Regions from separate parts of the Oryctolagus cuniculus genome. Here region 2 is linked to region 1. The links are chromatin contacts, called in public Hi-C maps. All regions are on one chromosome and are shown on one strand. Each heading gives the region's core, a stretch centred on a gene start, on an enhancer-like site or on the middle of the called end of the contact. The rest is flanking DNA. Distances are from core to core; before and after follow the strand shown. Region 1 holds the start of SORT1 (sortilin 1). Region 2 overlaps SORT1 (sortilin 1).

What was found. Hi-C and Micro-C count contacts between places; a contact is called where the count stands out from the background.
Region 2: a Hi-C map of an unstated tissue shows a contact between it and region 1, with 1.5 times the contacts expected there. The contact joins the enhancer-like site here to the promoter of SORT1 in region 1. A contact is called at or near these places in 2 of 6 Hi-C or Micro-C datasets (psoas muscle and an unstated tissue).

What each region holds. Positions count from the first base shown.
Region 1 is chr7:61,037,996-61,044,666 of mOryCun1.1, forward strand. SORT1 (sortilin 1) reads left to right here and starts at 3,242. Exons shown (of 22, transcript XM_051856187.2): 1 at 3,242-3,623. The coding sequence starts at 3,309.
Region 2 is chr7:61,074,993-61,081,663 of mOryCun1.1, forward strand. All of the region lies in intron 3 of SORT1 (sortilin 1), which reads left to right. Among named protein-coding and RNA genes, the nearest start is that of SORT1, 37 kb to the left of the region's middle. Within about 2 kb of position 2,844, at least 1 of the 8 cell types and tissues checked has an H3K27ac peak or open chromatin away from gene starts, as enhancers often do.

The DNA of each region.
Region 1 (6,671 bases), core at 1,992-4,491:
ATGTACACTATAGAATACTACACAGAAGTAAAAAAAAAAAAATGAAATCATCATTTGCAACAAAATGGATCAATCTAGAAAACACCCTGCTGAGTGGATTAAGCCAGTCCCAAAGGGACAAATACCATATGTTCTCCCTGAAAAGTGACAACTAACTGAGCACCTACAAGCAAATCTGTAGAAGTGAAAATGACACTTCAAGAAGGGATGATTTGAGCTGCCCTTCTCTTGACTGTTGAGGAACAGGTTTTTTTTTGTTTTTTTTTGGGGGGGGTTCTTCATACTATTTGTTGAACTGTTAAAGTTAATCGTGTATAAAGTCAATTGAAAATAGATCTCAGTAAAAAATGGGAATATGGGAAGTTTGTAACTGTAAAGCTGTATAGTTCTGCGTACATTCCTATGGACTTCTAAGTTTAAAAACTTGCCACAGGACCCCCAAATCCCATTAGGCTTGGTGGTAAAAATGTCATCTTAAGTGTTAAAGTGAACATATAGATACGATTAAGTGTTAAAGTGATCATATAAATAGGATCAAGTGTCTGGTGATAATAGAATTTAAAAGGAGAGAATATTCCAACATGGGAAGCAGTCCACACAGTAGACTTAGAATGACAACTGCTTTAAGTAACATTCTTGACCTCAGAATCAGCCCTTAAGGCTTCCTGGTCTGGCTGAAAAGCCTGTGAGAGCATTTCATGCATGAAAAGCCAAGACACTGTGGCAAAAAATGTTCTACATGAAGGATCTCTGAGATCCCAGCAGAAAGAAGTGGCCTTCAAAGAAGGATGTTCTTTTCTCTAAAGGGAGGAAAGAACTTAACTTTGTTTACAGCCTTGTTCAAATACTGACAGAGTTTGTGGATTCAAAAGGCTTCCATAGCCTAAGCAGTTCATGTCAAAAGCCTCGGATGCTGGGGCCGGCACTGCGGCACTGCGGCACAGTGGGTTAAAGCCCTGGCCTGAAGCACTGGCATCCCATATGGGCGCCGATTCTAGTCCCGGCTGCTCCTCCTCTGATTCAGCTCTCTGCTATGGCCTGGGAAAGCAGTAGAAGATGGCCCAAGTCCTTGGGCCCCTGCACCCATGTGGGAGACCTAGAGGAAGCTCCTGGCTCCTGGCTCTGGATTGGCACAGCTCTGGCTGATGCAGCCATTTGGGGAGTAAACCAGTGGATGGAAGACCTCTCTCTCTGTCTCTACCCCCTCTCTGTAACTCTGTCTTTAAAATAAACAAAATAAATCTTAAAAAAAAAAAAGCCTCAGATGGTCACTGATGTCATACATAAAAGAGTGTTAATTGTTAAATTAACAACAGGAGTCACTGTGCATTAACTCCCCATGCAGGACCTCTCTTCAAGAGTTGTATTATGAGAGTTAACAGTAAAACTAGTTCTCATTTTGTGTGTGTGTGTGTTCGCATGCGCGCGCAAATTGTTAAACTCTTAGTATAGAGTTAGGCTTCTGTGTATAGTTAATTGAAAATGAATCTTAATGGAGAATGGGACTGGGAAGAGGAGAGGGAGGAGAAGGGGGAGTGGGAGGGCAGGTATGGTGGGAAGAATAACTATATTCCTAAAGTACTTATGAAATTTGTATTCCTTAAAAATAAATTAAAAAGAAAATTAAAGGTAAATGATAATTGCAACATAGTTAAAAGGTGTATTTGTTCATTCTCCCGAAAGATGGCACTGTTGAGCTGGGTTTTTCCTCTTCTTATAGTAAGACAATAGACTATTCATCTTTGTGTCACCCAAACAAAGAAATACTCCTTTATAGGCCCTCCTCTCCCCCCAACTAATCACATGCTTCTGGAACTGACTGTCGTGTGATCCACTCCTCAGTTGGCATCGTTTAAATAATTTGTATTTTAAAAAATAGTCTGACACATAGTAGTTACGGAAAGGAACAAAGTATTCACCAGCACAAGCTTTCCTTGTCAGTCCAGTAACAAAACTTGGAGGACTGCCCTGGTGGCATTCAGAAACATTCTTCACTTCTGCCACACCGGCGTTGTGTGTGTGTGTGTGTGTGGCGGGGAGGGATGGACGGTTGTGAATCTTTGTACAAGTTAACATGACCAGAGAGTCCTTTGATGCAAATACTGGGTTGGGTGCACTGCACCATTTTGCTCCATAGCAAACATACCCTCCTCTGAGTTTCCGCCAGATTACGGTGAAGTCATTTTGTCAGTTTATCTGAGTGCCATAGTTTGTATCTTTCTGCTTGCCACCTTGTCTGTGGACCAGTGTCTAGCATTTGGAAGGGATGGAGTCAGAATTAAAGGATTCAGAACTGGCTTTACCTGTACTGCCTGTTCCAGAAGTCTTGTGCGCAGCATCTTCGGTAAAGGGAACGGTGTGGGGGTTTTATTTCTTGGAGGCGGGGTGCTGATTTGGGGACATCGTGTACTGGAACCAAACTTGAGCAATGCGGTCACTGCCAGGTAGAACTGACGAAGCCCTGATATGCATCTGTGCAGTGCTCATGTGTGTATAAAGCAGGCATCGGGCAGTTCTCCTGGCCCCTTTTACTTGCCCGTAAAACCTGGAGCTATACCCAGAATCCAGGAAAAGCCATAGCGATTCCTCGTTCGGCCTGCCTCCCCATAGAAGAGACTGGCCAGGCAGGCCGAATGTGCAGGAAGCCGCCTCTCCCGGCTCGCAGGACTGGCGGAAGCCCTGGAGTCTATCTGCCTCCGCAGCACTGGGCCCACACCAGTGCGCGTTCATCTCCCGGGCCTCAGGGCGGCTGCCTGCGCAGACAATGGGCGCTCGGGCGAGCAGAGGCTAAAACCTGCAGCACCGGTTCCAGGCGAAGCCCCCCTTCCCAGTCGAGGGAGCGCAGGGAGCTGGTAAAGATCGCCAGGCGCCACTCAACCGGAGGGGCTTTCGGGGAGTCTCGGGGCGGGAGCGTCGTAGCCCAAGTTCCAGCGTGAAGGCGCCTGAGGAGCTGCGAGGGGTCGAGGGCGCCACGGCGCGAGGGGCTTCGAGGGCAGGTTGGAGGAACTCTGGAAGGCCGGCCCCGGAGCCGCAGGGCGAGGGGGTGACCTCAGCCGTCCCCGCCACGTTCCAGCCAATCAGCCCCGCAGGTTGGCATCCGAATCCCAGACCCCCGAAGCCGGAGGCAACGCGAGCCAATGAGGAGTGGGCCGGGGAAGAAGGACAGGCGGGCCGTCCCTGCGGGCGCGGAGGCCGGGCCGCGCGTATCCAAGGAGCGCCCCGCCGCGCTCGGGGGTGTGGCGCGGCGCCGGCGGGGGTGGGCGGGCGCGCCGGGCGGCAGGTGTCAGCGGCGTCGGCACTCGGCGGCGATGGAGCGGCCCCGGGCAGCTGCGGGCGGCCTCTCGCGCCAGCCCCGCGGCCTCGGCCTCGGCCTCCTCCTCCTCCTCCTGCAGCTGCTGCCGCCCGCGACCCTCGGCCAGGACCGGCTGGACGCGCCGCCGCCGCCCGCCGCGTCGCTGCCGCGCTGGGCCGGCCCGCTCGGTGTGAGCTGGGGGCTGCGCGCGGCCGCGGCCGGGGGCCCGTTGGCCCGCGGCGGCCGTTGGCGCCGCAGCGCTCCGGGCGAAGACGGGGACTGCGGCGGGGTCCCAGACTTCGTCTCCAAGCTGGTCAACAACACGCACCAGGTGAGCGCGGACCGACCCCTGGCCGCCGCCCGAGCCCGCGGCGGGAGGAGCCGGCCCGGGCCGCGGGGCTGTGTGTTTCGTCACAGCCGCGGCGGGCTCGGGTTCTCACGGCGTTCTGTGAGTTGTCAAAGCCTGCCGGGGCGGCGGCGTCTTCCCGTGTGTGTGTATGTGTGTGTGTGTGTCAGGGACGAGCAGCCAGGATCGCGGCCGCCGGCTCGGCGGCGCCTGGCGGAGGCGCTGGGCCGGGCGGAAGCCGAGGCGCGGCCTCGGGGCTGGGCAAGCGCAGGCCGGCGAGGCGGTGTGTGGAGGCCCCGGCGAGGCTTGGGGGACTCGAGGCGTGTTCTGATAGTTCAAGGAGCGGTCATTAGGACGCAGCGTCTGGGCCGTGTCTCCTGCCCCGCGCTAGCTGGCCTCGTCCCGTGGTACTGGAACGCCGACCGCGCTGTCTGCCTCCTGTAGAGGCCAGATCGCCAGCAGTTCAGAAAACACATTGCGGATGCTACGCTTGGAGCCAGTTACTGAGATCGAAAGGCTCTGTCCGTGGGGGACCGGCAGCTCCACCTTTGTAGCTCCGTCCTGGCCTTCGGTGGGAGTTGGGCTCCGAAGTTAACCATTTAGTTGTTGCTGCCCACACGTGTGTTCTTCCTCTGGTCTTTCCCTCGTCCACAGAGAATGGCACGTGGGAACAGTGAGGAACCCATCACTCGCCCTGTGGCTGCACCTGTTCTTGTGTAACCCCATTCCTTTCCCGGGTCAGCCGCCCTCGGTCTCCCCTGGACCGTGCTGAGCGCCGGTGACACAGTTCTCAGCTCTGGGGACACCAGTATGCCAGGATCAGGATGACTGTGCTCAACTGGCTAAAGATAGCCCGGCGGTGCAGACGGGGTGGGGGGCGATGAGCGCAGCCGGGGTGGGATGGCACGGAGAGGCCCTCCTGTTTGATGAGCACAAGGTGGTTGAGTAGACTGCGTTTCCACAGCTTCCGGTTTTTAATTTCTGTCCAGACCTGCCCCCTTCCTTGGGCCAGCTGCATACAACATTCTTACTTCATAGCCAGAATCATCTTCTCTCCCTGGTTGGCCTACCTGGGGCTTGCTGCTGCTCATGTATTTATTTCTTAACCAGATTCTCCCTGGTTAGTTTGAGTTGATATATTGTTTGTAAATGTACATTCCAAAACAGGATGTGGAGAGAGCTGGCCCAGGCCCTTCTGAGGCCAGATCCGCTCTGGAGCAGATCTGACACTGCTCATTCATTGACAGTCCATGAGTGAAGACATCCCCTTCTTTTCATTTTATTCAGTTACTGTTGCCAGTGAGTTGCTTTTTTTTTTTTTGGAAGTCAGTCTTCTTTCAGTAACCTTATTTAAAATAAGCCTTTCTGCATTCTTTGCTCACCCAGGGTCTTTTCTCCAAAGATCACAGCCTTTTAGCGGCTTGTTTATCTGGAAGAGCCTTCATCAACAGCCTTTACCATAGAAATGGTTGAGCAGTGTCACTCCGCTCCGGAGGGGCTCACTTCCTCAACCAGGGGGTGTTCGGGAGGAGTTGGTTCTGCTTTTCAGTCCGGTGTATTAAAGAAGTCCCAGTGAATCATCCTGAGCCGTGCTGAAGAGGTCGGGTATTTTCTGGCCCCTGGTAAACAGTTTGAAATAAGTAAACAGTTTGAAATAAAAGTGTCCACATGACAGAACAACTTTTTGTCTTTTTTTTTTTTCTTTCTTTTTGGTCTAAGGTGGTAAGTGCTTTGGCACAGCTGGGGAAGGGAAAGACACTTAGTCTGATTTTTCTTGTGTTTTGTAACGAGATTGAATCCCTAAGAAAAAATCAAGAGTTCTTGGTTCTCCGTTAATTTCTTATACCTGACTGCTGTTCTTTGCAAGCGGCATAATTCATATAATCACTGATTGTGAGTGCTCTCCAGACGCCCACCTCTGTGCCAGAAGCTGGGGGTGCCAAGGGAGGAAGGGAGGATGGTTTGCTGAAGGTTTCGGCATATCTCCTGGGCCTGTTTCTATGACTTGTGAGAAGATAGCGGCATTTAACTAATCTCAAGACAGCTGAGCCAAGCCAAAGCGTGATAGGGCTGTGGTTTATGGTTTTAGGGGACCTGCGCCCTGATAGCCTCCAATTCAGGCTTCTTCATTCATTGCCCTCTTTGCCCAAAACCCCCTGTTTCTCTCCAGGAGGTTTCCCTTCATTGTCCTCTCTTTTCAATCTGTGTGTTTAAATTACTTCAAATGTGTTGCATTTATTGGGGACGCTATATAGTTTTCACATAGAAGCCATGCTTATCTGCTCTATTTTGGCATTTAGAGGGAGGAGAGGGACATGTTTTCCTTCTAGTGGCAGTATTATAAATAACTTAGACTCATGGGAAAGAAAGTGAAAATTAAAAACGTTGGCTGTTACTGAGAATGGAAAGCAGAAGGAGCAACAAGAAAACAAAGGAGAAAGACAGCCACACTTTACCAAAATTCTGCTTCCAAGGTTGGCTCTGAGGGCTGGACATGCCACGGAAGGGCAACGTAGCCCCAGGGGGCAGGCAGGCTTTGAGGCCAGCCTGCACTGGAATCCAGACTGTGTCACTTCATAGCTGTGTGATCTGGGATCAGTTACTTAAGTCCTCTCTGTCTCTGTTCCTCATCCCTAAAATGGAGAAAACAAGAGTGCTTATTCCCTCATAGGGTGGTTGTGGGAGTTAAGTGACTGTGCATCTAAACTGGGTTACGTCTTAACTCAGCAGAACAGTGTCTACTGTTTCATTAGGACCCAGTAAGAAGTTAGCTTTTGTTTCTTATTAGGAGTGATTTGTAAGCACGCATTTCTTACACAAGTGGATGGTCTTGTTGTCCTCGACCCCAAACAATTCTTGTGCTGCACCTTTTTTTTTTTTTTTTTTTTTTTTAAGATTTATTTATTTACTTGAAAGGCAGAGGGAGAGAGGTCTTCCATCTCTGGATCACTCCTCAGATGGCCGCAATGGCCAGAGCTGCACCAATCCGAAGCCAGGAGCCAGGAGCTTCTTCCAAGTCTCCCAAGGACTTGG
Region 2 (6,671 bases), core at 1,594-4,093, 37 kb after region 1:
TGGAAGTAGAGCAGCCAGAACTCAAACCAGTGCCCGTGTGGGATATGGACACTGCAGGCAGTGGCTTTACCTGCTACACCACAGCACTGGCCCCTAGAACGACTCAATCTTTTTTTTTTTTTTTTTTTTTTTTTTTTAGGTTTTTTAGTTTTATTTTGATAAAGAGTTACAGAGAGGCAGAGACAGAGATAGAGAGAAAGACTTCCATCTGCTGTTTCACTCCCTAAATAGCCACAGTGTCCAGAGGTGATCTGAAACCAGGAGCTAGGAGCTTCTTCTGGATCCCCCATGCGGGTGCAGGGGCCCAGGGACTTGGGCCATCTGCTACTGCTTTCCCAGGCCACAGCAGAGAGCTGGATCGGAAGTGGAGCAGCCAGGACTTGAACTGGCTCCCATATGGGATGCTGGCACTGCAGACAGTGGCTTTACCCGCTTACGCCACAGCGCTGGCCCCAGAACAACTCTTAACACAGGATGTTGATTACTAGAGGCTAGGAGGGGTGGGAGGGATAAAAGGAGTTTGGATTAAAAGATGCCGGGAGGCTGGGTGTGGCTCATTAGTTGTGACAAAGGTGCTCAAATGAGATGTTAGTAGGGGAAATGGGCTGGGAGTGTGTAGCAGAACATTGGCAGCATATACCATTAGGCCCAGAAGGAGCGGCCAGCCTGGAATTGCTGTCTTTCTGTGAAAGGCAGGTTCCCGGCTGGCGGGGCTCACCCAGCAGGTCCGTCTGCCTTCTATGTAACTTATAGGCTGATAATATTTTGTGATTTGTCTGACCTGTGTATAGCAGATCCCTAGTGCTATTAAGGCTATCACAGGTGACTTTGTTCATTCAGTTAGAACAATAGTTGAATCATTTCAGCCAGATGAAAAGTATGTTGTTTGCTGAGGGAACAAATGCACTTTTTTTTTAAAAAAAGATTTAATTATTTTATTTGAAAGGTAGAGCTGGGGCCAGTGCTGTGGTGCAGCGGGTTAAAGCCATGGCCTGCAGCACTGGCATCCCATATGGGCGCCGGTTCTGGTCCCAGCTGCTCCACTTCCGATCCAGCTCTCTGCTATGGTCTGGGAAACAGTACAAGATGGCCCAAGTCCTTGGGCCCCTGTACCCACATGGGAGACCTGGAAGAAGCTCCTGGCTCCTGGCTTTGGATCAGCTCAGCTCTGGCTGTTGCAGTCATTTGGGGAGTGAACCAGAGGATGGAAGACCTCTCTTTCTGCCTCTCCTTCTCTCTCTGTGAAACTCTGCCTTTCAAATAAATAAATAAATAAATATTAAAAAAAAAAAAAAAGAATGAAAGGCAGAGCTACAGAGAGGCAGAGAGAGAGAGAGAGGTCTTCCATCCGTTGGTTCGCTCCCCTGATGGCTACAATGGCCGGAGCTGCACCAATCTGGAGCCAGGAGGCAGGAGCTTCTTCCTTCTTCTGAGTCTCCCATGTGAGTGCAGGGGCCCAAGCATTTGGGCCATCTTCTACTGCTTTCCTAGGCTATAACAGAGAGCTGGATCAGAAGTGGAGCAGCCAAGACTAGAACTGGTAGCCATATAGGATGCCGGAACTGTAAGCAGCGGCTTTACCTGCTACACCACAGCACCGGCCCCCACAAATACACTTTTAAAAATGTTTAGTTCCTCTTTCCAGTATTTGAGAATCCTTGGGGTTAGGAACTGTCTCCTCATATGATTTTCCCTACCAACCTATCTCTCCTTTTGAAACTCGGGAATTTTAAAAGGAAGAAAAATTTCACCCAAGAGCCAAGTTATTTACAGTTTATTATCTTGATTTTCCTTTTTAATCTTATATCACACCGCTGTGTAGCCTTTGGAAGGGACACAGAAGAGGAGAAAGCTGCCAGGTTTTGCTGCCTGGCGGTCCTGGGAGTACATCTCAGCATGCAAAGTGGACTCGGGCGATTCACTGACCCGCCCTCGTGTGTAAAGGGAGGACAGTAATGATGCCCACCCAGAGCCGGTGTGAGGTGCACTCCGCAGTGCCGGGCAGGGAGTTGGGGCAAGTGCTGTTGGCTGGACCAGGCCAGCAGCCCCGCATGGCATGCAGCCGCACCAGCACTGCTGGGCCGGTCGTGGAAACGAATCGAAACCCTTTCAAAGCCAGTTGGTGAAAAGTGACCGGCTGGCCCTGACAGCTCGCGAGCCATGCAATCCCCAGCGGGCCGGCCTGCCCCCCTGCCGACTGCTCAGTGCTGGTGCCCACCCCCTCTGCCACTAACGTCCGGCTGCAGCTGATGCTGTTGTGGTAGATCCCAGACGTCTCTGTGCCATCAGGAATGTTTATTTCCAGGTCACTTGCAGCAGCAAATGAAAACATCCTTTCCAGTTGATCTCTGCCTGTTGCTAAACTCATCCTCCTCCAGGTTGAGTGATCTTTTATACGTAATACTTCAACCAGTTTAGTACTTGATTTTCTCAATTCACTTTTTATTCTCTGCATTCTTTAATTGCATGGCTGAAATTGGGCCTAACAGGTTTCTGAGTCGGACCCATGGGTTATGAAAGTGTTTGCGTGGCTCCTGCCACCCCCGACCCCGTCTTTGGCTTTTTCATAATGTGCTTGCTTTAAGAGGAACCAGGATCGGCAGTGCTGACTCTGCGCCCTGTGCAAGGCCCGTCTTTCCTCCCACACCTCCCCACAGAGCAGCCCGCTTCTTTCTAACACAGTGTGATGTTGTGACATCGCCAAGGCTCTTTTCCCTCAGGTTGCAGAGCAGTTGTTGTTGTTGTTTTAAACTGCCACTTTGACTATTACTTACGTCCTCCCTGCTGTGAAGACTGGCTCTCACCCCACCTCAGAGTTTACACTGTAAACATGCCTGTTGCCTGACGCCCCTGGGCTGACCCGACCTGCTGCGACCCGGGAGGCACCTGTTGCCTCAGACGCGGGGAAAGGGAGGGCGCCATTGGAGCGAAGTGGCTCCCGCGCATGCCCGCAGTTGCCCAACAAAAGTCCCCGGAAGCCACCCTGAAGAGTCTTCCGTTTGTCAGACTGTTAGTGACTATTTATTGGATTATCTTTGCTAATTCTTACACGGTCCAAGGTTCATGTGGGATTCAAATAAAAGACAGCCAACCACATGCCCCTGCTGGAAGCGCTGTGGCAGCAGTACCAAGTTGGAGGGTGAACTTGTGTCTTTAGGGTGTGAGGAAGAAATGTCAAAGGATTTGAGAGATAATAAACATTAACATCAGATACAATTGAGAGGATATGGTAATAGCTTCGGCTTAAAGAAATCATGCTTGATCAGATGATACATTTTTATTTTCTACTAAGAAATATTAGCTTGTGTAACAGATTGTAAAGTAGATTCATCTCTCACTTGCAAGTATGAAGTTAAAAAAAGAAGTGAGCCATCTATAATTAAGATGATAATTTGAGTTTTGGCAACTAAAAGATATTTTGCATCTGTCTGTTCCATGGCCTTTTGAATCTATTTTTATTGCAAGATCTACTTAGTGAAGCAAATGTGAGCACCAAAATTCTGTACCTGATTGCCACAGAACTGCTCGGTTTTCACTGCCTACCAGGAGCTGCTCACGTTCTGGAAATTAATAAGGAAGCCTCTTAAGAGGCTACATGTTAAGATTTACTCCTTAGTGTAAGCTTTTTAGGATATCTCAGAGTTAGAGGGTAACATGCAGTGTACAGCAGGCAGAGTGCCGCGGGGCAGTAACCAGCTTCTCAGGGCACCTTGCGTGCCAGGGCCAGCCTCTGAGTGATACACGCCCAGCTGAGTTTTCCCCGTCCCCACGGTAGATTATTAACAACGGCTGCGTCTTTCCGTTGTAAGACCAGCACGGATCCCACTTACAACATGTATCCTCCTGGCTTTTCTTTCAAGAAACAGCCTCTCAGAATGTATGATGGTATCGTATTTTTATAAGTTCAGTTTTACACACTCAAGAGTTGTCCTGTTGATCAAAGCAGAAGAAGGGCCCAGACACACACTCAAATTCTTACTGAGAAAATGTCTTGTGATCTTATTTATAATATTCTTCATATTCTCCCACTTGTATTTTCAAAATTTCTCCAGAAAGCATGTATCTTTTTTCCAATAATGATAAAACACAATAAACCATTAAAATAAAAACATACAAAGTAGCATCAGATGGTGGGGCGGGGAATGGGGTGGGGAATAGACAGGTTTTGGATGTTAAGTTTAGTGTGAATTCAAATTTTGCCAACTTTACCTGGCAACTGTCTTTCAGGTCTGTTAATCACTGGCACATTTTAACTACATCCTCCCTATTCATCTCAACATACTTGCTTCTCGTTATTCACAATAGCTACTGTTCTATAAAGTCCCAATGAACACTGAAGTAGTAAATGCTGAGTCATTGCTCCTAGGGGAAATACAAGGTTAGGTTTCTGCAAAGCTCTGGTCACAGCATTCATTTTTATCAACTGCTCACTGTGCTGCTTCTTAAATACACCTTCCTTACTATGGATCCTGGAGTCCTTCACGTTGAACTCCAGGCCAATAGCATGACAACTCTTGACCCCAGAGGCAATTCAGAGATCAAGGTTGCTGCCTCAGTTTCAAAAGAAGGCACCATCACCTTGCTCTCCATGGGCTTCCTTTCACCATGTAGGTGCAGGGCCACTGGGAGTCTCAGGGGCCCAACCTGAGCTGCAGGGGCAGGACCACTCCAATGGGTCTGGAGGGAGGGCACTGGGCTAGAGAGAATTATTTCCTTGTCCTTATTATCTCTTGGTGTTTGCCCTGGAGTTTGGACTTTCTTGGGATCCGCGTTCCTCTTTTCCATTTTTCCCTTTTGGTATGCAAATGGCCATCCAAGCCCATGCTGCAGTGTTGTTTGAGCACAGATTCGCAGCTGGAGAGCAGTTTGCCTCAGGATGCCTCACACCTGTGTCTCACCCGTGTCTAATTTAAAGGATATGTAGGTGATGCTGTGGATAGTAGATCTTCGAGGTGATGCTGGAACGAGTTAGGACTTCGGGGCTGTTAGGATATAAGAAAGTATTCTGCATATGAAAAGGACATGAATTTGGGGGGCCAGGGTCAGAATGTGACAGATTGGATGTTTGTGTTCCCTGAAACTTCCTGTGCAGCTGCTCGTAGTTGGGGCTTCTGGTGGCTGATGAGAACTCTTAGAGAAACTGAAGAACTGCCTCCGCCCACCGCGGTGTGAGGTCTCGAGGACAAGATGGCTGGCTGTGGGCCAGGAAATGGGCCCTCACCAGATACCAGATCTGCCCGCGCCTCAGTTCCGGACCTCACAGCCTCCAGAGCTGGGAGAAATAAATGTCTGCTGTTCATAAGCCAGCCAGGCTGTGGCACTCTGTTAAAGCAACCTGAATGGACTGAAGAAATCTCTAATCCAGATACATTTGTATTCTAGGATTATGTTCTTGAGTTAAAACGTTCATATTATCCTATACCATGGATACATGGAGAAATTATCACTTTTTTAAAGATTTATTTATTTAAAAGGTAGAGTTAGAGAGAGAGAGAGAGGTCTTCCATCCGCTGGTTCACTCCCCAGATGGCCATAATGGCCAGAGCTGCGCCGATTTGGAGTCAAGAGCCAGGAGCTTCTGGGTCTCCCACACGTGTGCAGAGGCCCAAGGACTTGAACCAGTGCCCATATGGGATGCCAGCACTGCAGGTGGCAGCTTTACCTGATATGCCACAGTACTGGCCCCCATTTATTTTTGTTGTTAACCAGAAATGGTAGATATTAAGGTTGATGCATACATAGATTATTTCTGGGGTGGGCGTTTAACCTAGTGACTGAGATACCCACATCCCCTGTCTATCTAGAATTAATACCTGGCTCCAATTCCTGACTCCAGCTTCCCACTAATGCAGACCTTGGGAGGCAGCAATGATGGCTCAAGTACCTGAGCTCTTACTACCTATGTGGGAGACCTGGATTGAGTTCCCTGCTCTCACCTTCAGTCCAGCCCAGTCCTGGCTATCTGTGGCCTTTGGGGAATGAAGTAGTAAGTGGAAGCATTTTCTCTCTCTCTCTCTCTCTCTCTCTGCCTCTCAAAAAAATTTTAAGGTGTGTTTTTAAAGCAGATGGTTTTACAAGGTTTTGTCATTTTATCATTTGACTGCTATAGATTTGTTCAGAGTATTTCATGGATTCCCTCTTCATGATGTGTGTTGTATGCTGATAGCAAATGCAGCTACATTTAAATCAAGTGTTATGTTTAATTATATCCCTGAGCTCAAAGTGGCAATGGCAGAACCCTACTTAAATCCCAGCAGAATGTTACTTGTGCATTTTCTGCATTTGCTTAACTGCCTAAAGCACCAGAATGCCATAGTGGGTGATTATTTGTTCCACTCATGTTGCTTTTTCTGAAGGGCAGGGATATGTTTGTTGTGCCAAGTTCTTAAAAAGCGAGCAGGCTTGCCAACAGGTTTGTAGAGGTCCCCTGGGGATCTCGCAGAGGAGGGGAGATTTGTAAACTGGTGATAATGAAACTGCTGTCACCCCTCTGGAAGGCTGGCTGGGCTGTTGGTGCCGTGTACACTGCAGAGCTAGGGATCATTTGCGCACATTATCTCGCCAGCTGTCAGGGAGATAAGAACTGGTCTTGTACTCCAAAGCCAAGGAAAGGATAAGATAGGAAATCTGTTGGGTGGTGCCTAATCTATGTTGTTTATCTAAGAATTTTC